Regions from separate parts of the Mus musculus genome. Here all the other regions are linked to region 1. Evidence: chromatin contacts called from public Hi-C and promoter capture Hi-C data. All regions are on one chromosome and are shown on one strand. Each heading gives the region's core, a stretch centred on a gene start, on an enhancer-like site or on the middle of the called end of the contact. The rest is flanking DNA. Distances are from core to core; before and after follow the strand shown.

Region 1 (3,332 bases), core at 263-2,762:
GGTTTTTCGAGACAGGGTTTCTCTGTGTAGTCCTGGCTGTCCTGGAACTCACTCTGTAGACCAGGCTGGCCTCAAACTCAGAAATCTGCCTGCCTCTCAAGTGATGGGATTAAAGGCATGTGCCACCACTGCCTGGCTGCTGTCCTGATTTTGAATCAATGATGAAAATGTTCACTCTTATACCTAGCTTCTTCTGCACAACATACTTCTGTTGATTTAAAATCAGAGAGTGGAAATAACATGTGTGGCAAGGATGTGGGAAAACAGGTATCCTCAACTTGCTGGTTGAAATGTAACCTGAGAAAACTTTTCACAAAGTAGTTTAAAGTACATCAGAACCAGGTTTGGTGGTGCATACCTCTAAATCCAGCACTTGGGAGGCAGAGGCAGGTAAATGTTTGAGTTTTGGCTAGCCTGGTCTACAGAGCTAGTTCCAGGACAGCCAGGGCTACACAGAGAAACTTGGTCTCAAAAAAAAAAAAAAAAAAAAAAATAACTGAAAAAAAAATAGAGACAGAGTTTCAGGAGCTAGACACTGTGAGTTCATGGTCCTCTCAGTCTATATAGCCAGTTCCAGGCAAGCCAGGGTTAAATATATTTAGTAAGACTCTGTTGAAAAGAGAAAAGGCTTTGACATAAAGGTTTGCCTAGGATAATTAGGTAGCTACAAAGTGTGGAAGGGCTTCAAATATCAGGGTGACTGTTTTCTGACTTATCTCCCTAATTAACAGCTCTGATCCTTTGTGTGCAATTCATGTAATTTAGTGGGTACAGGGGTACAGTGTTATTTCACAGCAGAGTACATTAAGGAGTTTTTGAACATAGGAACAATGTGAAGAGAGGTTTTGTTGTTGTTGTGGGTTGGGTTTTTTTTTTTTTGAGTATACATCCAATACTACCCCAAAGAAATAAGATGGCAAAAGATGGTACAAAGGGGTTAAGTATGGAACCTTGACTTTGACAGCAATCCAGGTTTGCCCCCTTTAGTGAGACTAAGTACTTCAAGAGTCAGAAGCTGCAATCTACAAATAGTCATGGGAACCGGACCCCCACCCCCTCCCAACCCCCAACTCCCTCAAACAGGGCATGGCTTTCTAGACACCGAAGCTTCTGGAGAGGATCACCTTCTCACTCGCATCTAGCTTCATTTCTGGCTTCCAGCGCTCTCCTAGGCCAAGTCCTGGTGATGCCGTGGAACTCAGGCTGCAGAGACAGTCCTGTCCTCAGGCCACTTCAACACCCCACCACATTTACCTGGCTTCATTTCCTATCTAAGCATCTGCCCCCCTTGAGTTTTTCCCATCCTTTCGTCACTAGCTAGTGATTTACTTATTCCTTCCTCTTTGTCACCTACAGAAAATAAAAATCTGGGTTTTAACAAGCCTCTGGGGTCTGGATACTTAGAGGGCTGGGGTTGGGGACAGGGGCGGTGGTGGATCGCGGGCGTGGGGGGGGGGCAATTGTCTCCCACTCCCCTCCCCCACCCTGCTGGCGTCATCCGAGGTCGAACTACCAATCCCGGCATGCCTCTGGGCGGCACGGGCGCAGGCTTGTGTGCGTAGCGGTTAGCCGTTGGCTGAGGCGGCGGCTGCGCGGGTCGCGGTGCTGTGAGGTCAGGCGGCGCTGGCAAATCGCGCCCAGGATGTAGAGCTGGCTGTGGCCGACGGCGCGTCTGACGCTGAGTTGGGTGGGGTAGAGAGTAGGGGGCGGTAGTCGGGGGTGGTGGGAGAAGGAGGAGGCGGCGAATCACTTATAAATGGCGCCCAAGCAGGACCCTAAGCCGAAATTCCAGGAGGGTGAGTGTGCCGCTTTGGGGAGAGGCATCTAACGGTGCACGGGAGAGAGGCTGACTCAGGGCGCTGGAGGTTTGGGGGTCGGGGTCGGCGGGGCTTGCGGCCGGGGGAAACCGTGCAGGCCTTGCTTTGTAAGGGGGAAAGGCGCACTGCGGAGGGTAATCTCAGTGCGTCATCCGCGACAGTGCTCGGTGGCGCGAAAGCGAGCCCCCGGCCACGGCCAGGGCCGAGGGCATCTCCGTGCGTGTGGCAGAGCCTCGGCGCTTGTTTGTTTGTTTTTCCGAGAGCGGAGAAAGTCTATTGAAGGGAGGTGCCCGGCGGGCGGGTGAGCGATGGCGACGGCGACGGTTGGGAGGTGATGTGGCGTGGGGGAGGGGAGCAGCGGCAGCGCATCCTCCCCGCTTAGCTCTCGGCCGCGGGCCGCGCGGGCGACTGTGGGCCGAAGGTTCGAGGCTGTTGGACAAACGAGCGGCTCTGTCTCGGCGTTGTGTGGAGTTCTGCTGTTGGGAGGACAGGGGATGGGGGGTGGGCTGTGCGCCCCGCGGCGGGAGAACTGCGTTGTAAGATGGCCGCGGCAAGATGGCCGCGCCATCATGGCTGCCGGCGTCTCGCAGCTTACACGCAGCTTCGGGCCAGATGCAGCGCCCCCTGGCACGGCGATCACGCGCAGACCAGTTCCTCCTCTTGCCTCTGAGTGATGGGTGGGGACAGAAAAAAAAATAAAACTGGAGCCGCCCGAGCGAGTTCCTAGGCTTGCTGTTGCCTGAGGGCATCGTTTTGCTGTTTTTGGAGCTGTGCGCCAGGGCCCTTTAAGTACTCTGTGCTCTGCCGAGCGGTTCTCGTGGAAACAGTTTTTAGTTCCTCCTTAGGGCGTTTCCATCTTGAGATGCATGGCCTCTTTGTCATTTTTAAATACAGTAGTTGCTTGACTGGTTGTAGTAGTATTCGATTTTAATGGCGATTTGAAAGCTAACGCTTATTAGTTGGCTTTGACTGAGAACGTTGCTGATGAACGGTTACTGCTAATGGAAAGCAGTTACTCGGTTCTCACAACTCATCTGTCGAGGTGATTTACTGATATACTAAAGGAAATAAAACTATAAGCATAAAAAGGAACACTTTAAACTTGTTACTGCCAGATACGGCCGTCTGTGTTTATCATCATACATGCTGGGTCCAGGCGCTTGCGTAACTCCTGTTCTAGGATGTTTAACCAGTAAAGTGCCAGACTTTTAAAAGTCTCAAGTTCCAAATCGAAACGTTTTAATTAATCGATGTACAAGGACAGGCGGATCTCTGAGTTTGAGGCCATTCTGGTCTACTTAGAGCTTTTCAGGACATCCAGAACTATACAGAGAAACTCTTGTGTGTGTATGGGGAACGGGGTGTTGCTCTATACCCAGTGGAGGTTCAGGGAGTGTGGAGACCTGCGCAGGTGGATGGATCTCTGTTAGCTCATTGTCCAGTCAGCCCATGGGTGAGCTACAGCTAAAGTAATCGACCATCTCAAAAACTAGTGTGAAGAGTTAGCTACTATGG
Region 2 (3,301 bases), core at 522-3,021, 5.4 Mb before region 1:
CAAATATTTTAAATAAAGCTGTGATATGAATGCTGTAAAGTAGGTTTCACAATCTGTTCCGAATTTATTATTGGAACCCTGCTGTTTTTAATATATAAAAGCCTCCACAGTATTGTGACTTACAGAGACAGACATAAGGCTGTACAGTGTAAAACTTGGGAATAAGGAGATTGCAAAGTAACCCTGTATATAACTGACACTGAAGAAAGGAGCAGTAGGGGAGGGAACTGAAAGAAAGAATGAACTCTGAGAGTAGGAGTAGGCTCAGGAGACGGAGTCACAGAAGCAAGTACATTTACCATACAGAAGTTGAAGTTTATTTTTTGGTTGATGGGGGTATAGTGAAGGGGGTGGGGGAGCGACCAGGGAAGCATTAGTCTAGGAGGCTACATTGCTGAACTCTCTAAAAAGGTCAATAAGCAGGGCGGTAGTGGCACACGCCTTTAATCCCAGCACTTGGGAGGCAGAGGCAGGCAGATTTCTGAGTTCGAGGCCAGCCTGGTCTATAGAGTGAGTTCCAGGACAGCCAGGACTACACAGAGAAACCCTGTCTTGAAAAAACCAAAATAAATAAATAAATAAATATCAATAAAATCTGGTGGTAGGCGATGAGGTATAAATAAGCCAGGTACCAGAGATAGAAACCGTAGTAACAGGAAGCCAACGATCAGAAAGTAACGGTTGCTATGCATGAAAGTACAGTATAATACGGTTCTGTGCCCTCCAGCCCAAATGAATTTATTTCCATTCTCAGGTCCTGTCACACATCTCCAATTCTGAGCCTCTTCTCTAGGTCTGACCCTTATCTGTAACTGAAATCTAGGTGATGGCACACACGTTTTCTCCCAGCACTTGGGAGACAGATCTCCGAGTTTGAGGTCAGCCTGGTCTACAGCACAGGGACAGCCAGGGGTGGAATGCCGACAAACTGGAAAAACCCAAATCAAACCAAACTTACTCATTCCCCGCTTCCCTTCAATTAACAAAAAGCTTAGACATGGTGGCCCAAGACTAATTCCCAGGACCTGAGGCGGGAAAATCAGCAGTTCAAGGCTATCTTCTGCTACACAACTTTTGCGACTATGCTTCAAAGAAATAGGTGCGGGTAGCCAGAAGTCTCAGAGGGAAAAAGGCACTTGCTGAGCAAACCTGCCAACCTCATTTCGATCCCCAAATCCCACCAACTCCTTCAAACTGTCCTTTAACCTCCCCACAGTTGCTAGGGCGTGCCTGTACTGCACAGTAACAATAAACATGCTCGTTTTAGAACAGCGTCTATATTACGATCCATCCCTCCCCAACTCCATGCCCAGTCTATGCAGGTACCATGCTCCGACGTCCTAAACAGTTTTTATCCTATTTCCCTGTTTTTTCTCAACTCTGAAGTCACTGCTCACCATTTTTTAACGTGAGCAGATTGCAAATTTGCCTTGCCACCAAGGCCTGTGCCCCCTGGGGGATCGTGCGGCAAAGTGTCTCGACGAACTGCCTCATCAGCTGAGGTGAGACGCTCGGCTCACGTGGCTACTGCAGTTGCTTTAAAAGAGCAGCTTCCTTCCCCCCTCAGGAAGTAGAACCCGCTCGCATCTAACGCCGGTTGGCTCTGGGAGGAAAATGACTGAATTATCAGTTGGCCTTGAAAGTCGGGTCAAGGAGAGTCCCTAAATTCCGCAGGCGCGTGACGTGACTGGGCGCCGCAATTCACCGGAAGGCGAGCGGGGTGGGCGGGGCGCGTAAAAGCGCCTCGACGCGGAAGTCACGCGGCCCCGGCGCCGCGGAGGTCTCCGTCTCGGCGTTCGGCTATTCGGCCTGGCAGCCTTTCTGGCGCGCTCGGCTGCTATCTGTTCTCTCGGTGCTCGACTCACCCGCGCTGCTGCCTCCGCTGAAGGAGGAGCAAAGCTCAAGATGGCCGACAAAACGCCAGGCGGATCTCAGAAGGCCAGTTCAAAGGTAGTTTCTTAGAGATCTCCGTCAGTCAGGGGGGTCTCTCACCGTGGTCGAGGGCCTACAGAAGCCTCTGGCCTTCGAGGGTTTCCTGGGGCGAGGGGCTGAGGCCTGTTGGCCACAGTGGGCCTGGCACCGCTGCACCAAGGTGCGCAGGTTGAGAGGCCCGAGCGCGCGTCCGTCCCGACTGGGATTCAGCCCCACACCAGCGTGCCTGGTGGCGAGCGGGGCTGGTCACCTCGTTCGGCTTTGTGGGTCAGAGCAGTGGTTCCGAGGTGGTCCGGCGTCCTTGTATCACCCCTTGCTGCTCTCGGAGGCTGCGGGCTAGAGGCTGGGAGAGGCGGGAAGGTTCCCGGTCTTAGATGCCTGTTTCTTCCCCCCTCGTCCTCCCTTCTTTACTTTGGCTCTTACTCGTTCCTGGCCTTACACGGTTTCTCTCCTTGCCGTCCAGGAAATTAGGCTGGACGGGTTGCAAGGGTGTGCGAGAGACCCGCCAGTGGAGGGCCTGGGGTTGGGACGTGCGGAGGGAGCCGCTCTCTGAGCCTCAGGGTTAGAGCCACACTTCCCATGTGATTTTCCTCCCACTTCCCGGGAAGTGAAAAGTGAACAACATCCCTCTTGAGGGCCGCAGACTCAGGGTCTCAAGCAGTATGTGGGGTTTCCATTGGAAAGGGAAACTACGGTAGACGTGGAAATTGCCCAAATGCCCTTACATGTGAGTTTATAGGGAGCCCTGTGCATTGCTTGGGAAACCGTTGAACTGTAATTAAGCGTTAGTAAGGTTGGGTTAACAATTGGTGTTAGTTGCCATTTTGGCCAGCGTGTTTAATCCCATTTATTTACTTATCTATTTTGGATTATTTTGCTTGGAGATTCTCGTCCCCATCTCGGTATTAAAGATGCCTAAGTACTGCCATAAACCAGTGGCGAGGCTTGAGATGCAGAGATAAGGAGTTGGATAACATTTAAAGAGTCTCGGAACGTAAAGTGTATGATTATCTGTTTGCATTTGCTGTTTGGTTTGAGAAACAAACCAAACTTGCTCTCTTTCTAATAAGGCTGACGTTTATTTATTTGTTAATTTTTAAATTTTTGCCATTTTGCTGAATGATTGCCCCAGATTTACTTAGCAAGTAGTAAAGGTCTTACTAGACATTCTTCAGAACTATGGGAGGGCCCAGTTCTGGTTGTCCTTACACCAGACCTTTACTGTAAGTCAGCTTCCTTTTTCTCCAGTAGTTTTTCCCCTCCTTCCCTTTCTGGGGGAGCAGGTGAATGAAGGGGTACCTCATGATGCCACTCCTCCTTTCAGACCCGTGACCAGGACAGGTACCCACATCCATAGTTACAATTTGTT
Region 3 (3,598 bases), core at 984-3,483, 6.0 Mb before region 1:
CACTGCACATGCCAGGCCAGTGTGCTTGGACTAACAATCTGATGCACGATTAAGTTTCTAGAAAGTTGGCCAAAGAAAGACCCCATGTTTTATCACTAGAGACAACAGACATAAAATTATTTTTTTAAATGGCCACATAAGCAAAGACTAGTGGTGTCTCAGCAGGGATGGGATGGGGTGGGCAGATACCTATTTCCAACCTAGCCTATGCTACAGAGAGAGTTCCAGACCAGCCTTGGATACAGAGAGAGATCTTAAGACCACAAATACACAAACACAAACAAAAACCACTATAACTTATTTTTGTATGTAGTTATCTGCCCAGAAGCACACCCTTAAGTTCTGACATCAGCTATCACGGTTTAAGACCATGCTTAGCATCCCAAAGACAGTGTTCTTCCCATCAGTTCCCAGGCATCGTCTCCACAGTTCTTTACATAGCCAGAGCTCCATCGGTAGACCAGGCAGGCTGGCCTTGAACTCAGAGACCCATCTGCCTCTATCTCCCAGGCCCTGGAATTAAAGGTATGTACCACCAAACCCCAATACTTTCTAAAAATCAAATTTCCTTAAATTGTGCAACAACTATGCAGCTGTATTGCCTACCAACTTCTTAAAAATTTATCAAATTTCATATTTACTTCAGGGTAGGGAGCACACTTGTGCCAGTTTAAAGTGCCGAGGACAGAGGGCAACCTATGCTCTCCTTTCTCCCTGTCCATCTCAGGGATCCAAGCTTAGGAGGGAGGACTGGGAAGTCCTCTTTACCTGCTGAGCCATCTCCTTCCTGAACCAAACTCTCATTCCTTAATTAAAAAAAAAAAATTTAAAATGCACCGTTTCAGCAAAAGTACTTTGTGACTAGAATTGTAAGAAAAACTAAGAAGTATCGTTGTGTTTGTGATAAAGACTTGCAATACGACAAGAGCTCAGTATGTGCCTTAGACCTGTCCTTAAAGGTTGGGACAGGGATGGACTGAGTGGGTGGGCAGTGTTCCGACACAGCTGGCCAGAGAGAGAGCGAGCAGCGCAGTTGCTGCAACTCACCTCCTAGCTCAGATCCCTGAAGGGAACGTCTAGTCTATTTCCTCAAAGTAAATTCTTAAGGCAGTCACTACTTAACTTTTACCCTAGTCGATGTAGGATAGCACAGGGAAAAAAGGGGGGAGCCCAGTGCTGTAAGGAAGAAGTTAAATGGCTCTCATATCCCTTCGCTAATATTTTAAACATTAGAAAATGCTAGTATTTAAAGGAGTAAATAAGAACACTACACTCAATCAACTGCATTGACCACTGTATAGAAATTAGCGCTTTATTAAAATGGGGGTTGGCTGTTAACTAGTATCATCTGAGGTTTAAGGCTTTGCTAACAAAGACCAACCAATGCTTTGGCAGGCTTCTCAAGCCAGAAGATACTTTTTAATGAATTCTCAAAGATGGAAAGAAATAAGGATAACAAAGCTTTCAAAATGTGCTCAGTGTCTCCAATATCCATGGAAGTTAAATGTTAATGTGAGGACCTAGCACTTTTACGAACGCAACCAGTAAGGTGGCTTGGCGGTAAAAGTACTTCTGCCAAGCCTGAAGACCTGAGTTCAATCCTAGGGACCGGGCCAACATGGTGGAAGGAGAAAACCGATGCCCAAGAAAGTTGTCCTCTGACTCCTAAATGTGTGCCATATAGCACGCGAGCACACACAGATACACAAATAATAAATGCAACGAATTGTTTAAATAACACAACCGAAAAAAAAAAACCCACAGTTTTATATTCCATCAAAATCTGAAGAGCTAAAAGGCATAAAAGGTCGACGAGGAAGTGCAGAAAAACCACGCAAATCACTAACCACCTTCTGTCCACATATACACAATCTGCCCGCGCTGCCCCGAGAGTCACCTCGGTTCCACCCAGGTAAAGCTAGAGCGCTGAGTCCCGCGGGACAGGAAGCGAGAGACAGACACCGGGCCACGCCGGCCCGAGCCCCCCAGAGGTGCAGGAAGAGCTAGGGTGCAGTCAGATCCCGAGACCCTCCCGCCGCGCCTAGTCACCTTCTGCGCGCTGGAGCCTCGCACTCGCGCCGTCTGGTCATAGACGTGGCAGCGGATCACCGTGCTGCCCACGTCCAGCCCCAGCACGAAGCGGGAGGGCGGCGAGGCCGACGCGCTCAGTTCCTCTCGCTGCCGCTCTGCACGCTCCTGCTGCCCTGACATCGCGACCCCGAACACTGCAGTCGCCACGGGCCGGCCAGCGCGGAGCTATAAACGCCAGACCCCGGGCGGAGAGCTCGCGGCCCCGCCCCTCCTACACCGCGCCCTGTCCCGCCCCTCGACGAGTTAGGCTCCGCCCCTTCACAAGACCCCGCCCCGCCTCGTTCAGCCCCTTCGGGAAGCCTTGCTACCCCACGCTCCGCCCCTAGCACCGTGACGTCAGGGCAGCGCGCCGAGCAGCTCGTGGGAATTTGGCAAAGATGGCGTTTACCGCAGCGCTGTACTGGATGTCACCGTTCAGCGACCGTTACTTTGAAACTTTTTAGTTCCCTTCTAGCCCAGATTACTTTTTTACGAATATCTGTTAGGAAAAATCAAGTGAGATGAAAAAATTTTAAACTTTTTTTCATGTTCACTTAGTTTTTTGCCTGTATTTATGTGTGTGAGCCACATGTGCCTGATGCATGTAGAAGTCAGAAGAGGACCTCCGACGATTGCAAGCTTCCATGTAGGCAATGATAACCAAACCCCGGTCTTCAGCAAGAGCAACTAGTGCTCTTAACCAGTGAGCCATCTTTCCAGTCCGTGGGAAGACATTCAAAAGTATAGGAGGTTCCTCATGAAGTCTTCCCAGAAAAGCTTGCATGTATTACACAACGATGAATAGATGTCCAAGTTTTGTATGGCACTAAAGGGCCTTTGCCGCGACACAAAGTTTAAATTTCGTGAGAATGTTTTGTGGGTAGCTTATCAGCTTAAAGGAATATTTTCTTGTTTATATTACTCTGTTAGCCTACTTGCTTCCCAGAGATTTGCCAAGTTGGATTTGGGTTGTCACTTGAAGCTTGACTGTGAACACCATATTTATTTTTGTTTGTTTGTGGCTTCTCTTAATAGTCTGTCTCTACACAGCAATGCCTATTTGCACCATCTGGCACAGGTCTGCCCTATATCGTTGGTGACCAATTGGTCATGCATGAATGTGTGTGTGTGTGAGAGAGAGAGAAAGAGAGAGAGAGAGAGACTTTCCAGCGTTGTATGCATGACTAATAGTCCTATGCTGTCCGATTCTCTTGAGAAACTGAAACTGTACAAATACCAGAGGGAAGGCAGAGCCAGAACCTGAGAGCCACAACTGAAGTTTGACCTTGTTCCTCAAGGCAATCTCTTACTAGGACCAAAGGCTCCCTAGGATTCTATATGCTCTTGTCGTGAATAGGCACCAAACTCTGGTCCTCATGTTTGACTGGCAAGCACATTACCTACGGAGCTATCTCTCCCAGTTCCTGAGGGAAAGAAACTTTAAAGAATTGGTTGTAGGTCCAGGCAAGCTTAGAAACTTGTAGGGCCTGCTGGCAGCCTGGAAAAGAAGGCACACTTCCATGCTTAC
Region 4 (3,166 bases), core at 97-2,596, 5.7 Mb before region 1:
CCTGCCTCCTTGTTCAGCTACACGCAATAACCCCACCTCCCCATTCAACTGTACATAATAAACTACACATAAACCATCTCCAGGACCCTGTGGCTTCTCAACCTTGGAGCCCAGACCACCCAATCTCAGCTTTTTTTCCCTGTCCATTTCTCTCTGTGTGTTTTCTTTTTCTTCCTTCACTCCTGGTATAGGAGGATGTGGCAATCTATAGTGAAGCATTTAGATCGGTCATTCTCTTTTAGTACCAAGTAGTAGTCCATTGTGCTGATGTAGCACGTTTGCTTTTGACAGTCAATTCCTTCCAACTGTGGCTACAGAAAAAGAGAAGGAAGCTACTACATCAGTATTCAAGCCTCTATGTGATATGCTTTAGTTTATCTTGGACAAGAGCTAAGAATGAAATGGCTAAGTCATGTTGTACATACATGTTTAAGTAAATATTTTGAGAGAACACAATTCCTCTTGTACATCTGCACTCAGACAAAAACGTTATTTATTGGACTTTCTGGGTTATGGGATTTTCTAGGCACGGAGAAGTCCTTAGCTCACTCCTCTTTGGCCCAACCAATTCTTTTGGACTTTAAACAGTTTCAGTGTACTGAAGCCACATTCCTACCGGCCTGATTGCTACCTGTTCTGCATCAGTTCAGGACTACAGGGCCAAGGGTCACCTAGGACCTTAGGTCAAAGGACAGCAAAAGTACCCTGCACACCTGTGGATCATGCTACCAGAAAAGCACACAAGAGCCCTTGAAGCTGCGTTCCGTTGGCTTGACTCAGATGTTGTTGGAAAAAGGTCCTGCCTTTGTTTGAGTGTGGGCTTTGGTTATTTATTTTAAATAGGTGTGGCTGTTTAATAAAGAGGGAAGGATCATCTGAATTCCCCAGAAGGGAGAAGGATGAGAGAAATTGTTTTACTTTAATAATTATCTTACCTTGTGAGCTGTAGTTTTCAAAAGTGCTATGCATACTAGTGTTCTGAGAACACATTAGAAACATCCAGCATTCAGATAAAAGATGCGGATACTCTGGGTTTGAGAGCTGTTTGAACAAAAACCTGAGGCCCCCTTGTTTGAGAACCACCGTGCTAAAACTCATTTCAGGGGTGCAGACAGTTGTAATTAGGCTGAGTGAAGCGTGGGCAGCAGGGATGACGCCCCTGCAGCGCGGGTCCACTTCCCCATCTTCCATCCCCCAACCTCAACACAAACCTCTTTAGTTAGCTCCTGCAAGCCTCCTTTCACCTGACTGCAAAGATCTGGTGGCCTCTCCCCTGGGTGCAGCAACTAAAACCTGGCGAGTGGATTTCAAGCGTGCGGGTGGGGGTGCGGGACGAGCATGCGCAGTGGCGCGAGCGCAGGAGCAAGGAGGCGGGTGAGTGGCAGCCGCAGCGGAGCGGACCAGACCAGCGGGCGCGGGGATCCCGGGCAGGAGCTGCCGAACGGCCGCCGCAGGTACCGGGGGCTGGGTGCCTGAACGCACAAGCGGGCGTGGGTCAGGAGGGGGAGGCCGGGCAGGAAAGGCAAGCTTGGCTTAGCGGCGCTCGGCGAGGGCTCCGGGTTCCTCCGACACCTGCGGGCGCGCTCCTGCCCTGCGGCGGAGTCTTGCGCTCAGGTGTGAAGTCCTGTGTGTCGCTGCTTAAGCCCCAGCCCAGGAAGCACATCGTGATACCCTGCATCTAGGAAGGGAGGGTACTAAGTTTTCTGGTTTAAACTTTGCGTGGCTGTTGAAGAGGTTTTTCTGATCCGTTGGTGTGTCTCTTAAGTTGTGTTACTGTGTTCGCCTCTGGTGCACAGGCGAATGTAGGGACAGAATGAAATTGCATCCGTGTTTGCTGGACTTAAGTGCCTTTCCAGGAGCCCTGGGGCCTCTGGATGCAGTGCAAGAAATGTCAGTCTTAGGGGAAAGTGCCAAGAATTTTGTGCGATTCAGCAGGCTGCATTTTCGAGTATAAGCTTTAAAAATTAAAAAGAAAAAAATACCAAAACAAAATACAGAAACCCATTTTTAACATTATTACCCCCATCCCAGGCTTCAATGAGTAGTATTGAAAAGAAAAACTTTCCTAGTTATTTACATTGTGTGACTTATACAGACATGTATCCTACCTCAAAGCTGTTGTAGACTGTATGGGGCCAACACGGAATGAACATTTCTTTGTTGGAGGAATGTGGAATCATAACTAGAATTTCAGGATGAATACAGAGACCAATGTTTTGGCCCCACAAAGGTGAAGCAAGGGCATTTAATTCCACGCCCCACCTCTTGTAACCAACTCCTCTTTAAACTTAATTCATTAGTGAAATTCTATAGGAAAGTGTTAAATTTGTGATGCGAGAGGCACGTGACCGTAGTAAGTGTAGGAAACGGAAAATTGAAGTTGAGGAGGAAAAAACAAACTAGAAAAGAGATCACAGAAGACCCCCCCCCCTTCCCTTTATTTTCCTGCCGTGAGGGTTTTAATGGTCGAAATAATATACAGTTGGTCTGGTTTTGTTCCGAGGGACCTCTGAGGTCAGCCAGTTCAGCTGCTTCAGTTTACAAATGAGAAAGCTGAGACCAGGGAGGTTAGATGACTTGCTCTGCCCGCGCTCGCCCCTCAGGGCCAAGCAGGGCCTGGGAAGCTGGTTTTCTGATTTCAGGGATCTCTTTACTGTGCCTCTCTGATATTCTTCTTGTTGTAGATGATTGACCTTTCTTTCTCTTCCAGCCTCTCCCGCTCAGTCTGATGGAGGCAGGGAGTTAGTTCCTACCTTGCTCATCCCTCTATTCACAAAGCCACACACCTCTCAAGCCTCCCTGATGGGGATGCTGGTCTGGGAACCGAACCCTGTGCCCTTTCTCACACTGAATGCTTGCTTGTTTCCCTCCCGGGTGTGAGCTCATTGCTCAGGTGTAGCCTCTTCTTGGAAGTTCCCTTTGATAGCAGCAGCCATGTGTAGCTCTCTTCCTAACCCCAACCCCACAGTGCTTTATGACTTCTGTCCGTGCTGCCGTACTCCCCTTTGGATACAGCTTCCTGAATTATTGTTTAGAACACATCCCTATTTTTTGACTGTAGAGTTGTTAGGTGTGTAAACTCTGGAGAGTGTATGACTTAAAAGATCCCACCCAGTACTAAGTTCAAACTCATCTCAGCTGCTGTTTGCAGGAGGAGGGACATTTC

Evidence for each region. Promoter capture Hi-C pulls out the DNA fragments that hold promoters and counts their contacts. A called contact is a pair of places that touch in the nucleus more often than the background predicts.
Region 2: a Hi-C map of B cells shows a contact between it and region 1, with 6 read pairs. The contact joins the promoter of U2surp here to the promoter of Morf4l1 in region 1. A contact is called at or near these places in 3 of 39 promoter capture datasets (the C10 cell line, cranial neural crest and pre-B cells) and 2 of 484 Hi-C or Micro-C datasets (B cells and CD4 T cells).
Region 3: a contact with region 1 is called in a promoter capture Hi-C map of pre-B cells, with 5 times the contacts expected there. The contact joins the promoter of Gk5 here to the promoter of Morf4l1 in region 1. A contact is called at or near these places in 3 of 39 promoter capture datasets (cranial neural crest, frontonasal cranial neural crest and pre-B cells).
Region 4: a contact with region 1 is called in a promoter capture Hi-C map of cranial neural crest. The contact joins the promoter of Pls1 here to the promoter of Morf4l1 in region 1. A contact is called at or near these places in 1 of 39 promoter capture datasets (cranial neural crest) and 1 of 484 Hi-C or Micro-C datasets (CD4 T cells).

Annotation. Positions count from the first base shown.
Region 1 is chr9:90,113,000-90,116,331 of GRCm38.p6, reverse strand. Morf4l1 (mortality factor 4 like 1) reads left to right here and starts at 1,512. Exons shown (of 12, transcript NM_024431.3): 1 at 1,512-1,796. The coding sequence starts at 1,757.
Region 2 is chr9:95,510,466-95,513,766 of GRCm38.p6, reverse strand. It overlaps U2surp (U2 snRNP-associated SURP domain containing), which reads left to right and starts at 1,771. Exons shown (of 28, transcript NM_001357974.1): 1 at 1,771-1,950. The coding sequence starts at 1,906.
Region 3 is chr9:96,118,064-96,121,661 of GRCm38.p6, reverse strand. Gk5 (glycerol kinase 5 (putative)) reads right to left here and starts at 2,233. Exons shown (of 16, transcript NM_001368879.1): 1 at 2,050-2,233. The coding sequence starts at 2,211.
Region 4 is chr9:95,843,459-95,846,624 of GRCm38.p6, reverse strand. Pls1 (plastin 1 (I-isoform)) reads left to right here and starts at 1,346. Exons shown (of 16, transcript NM_001033210.3): 1 at 1,346-1,454.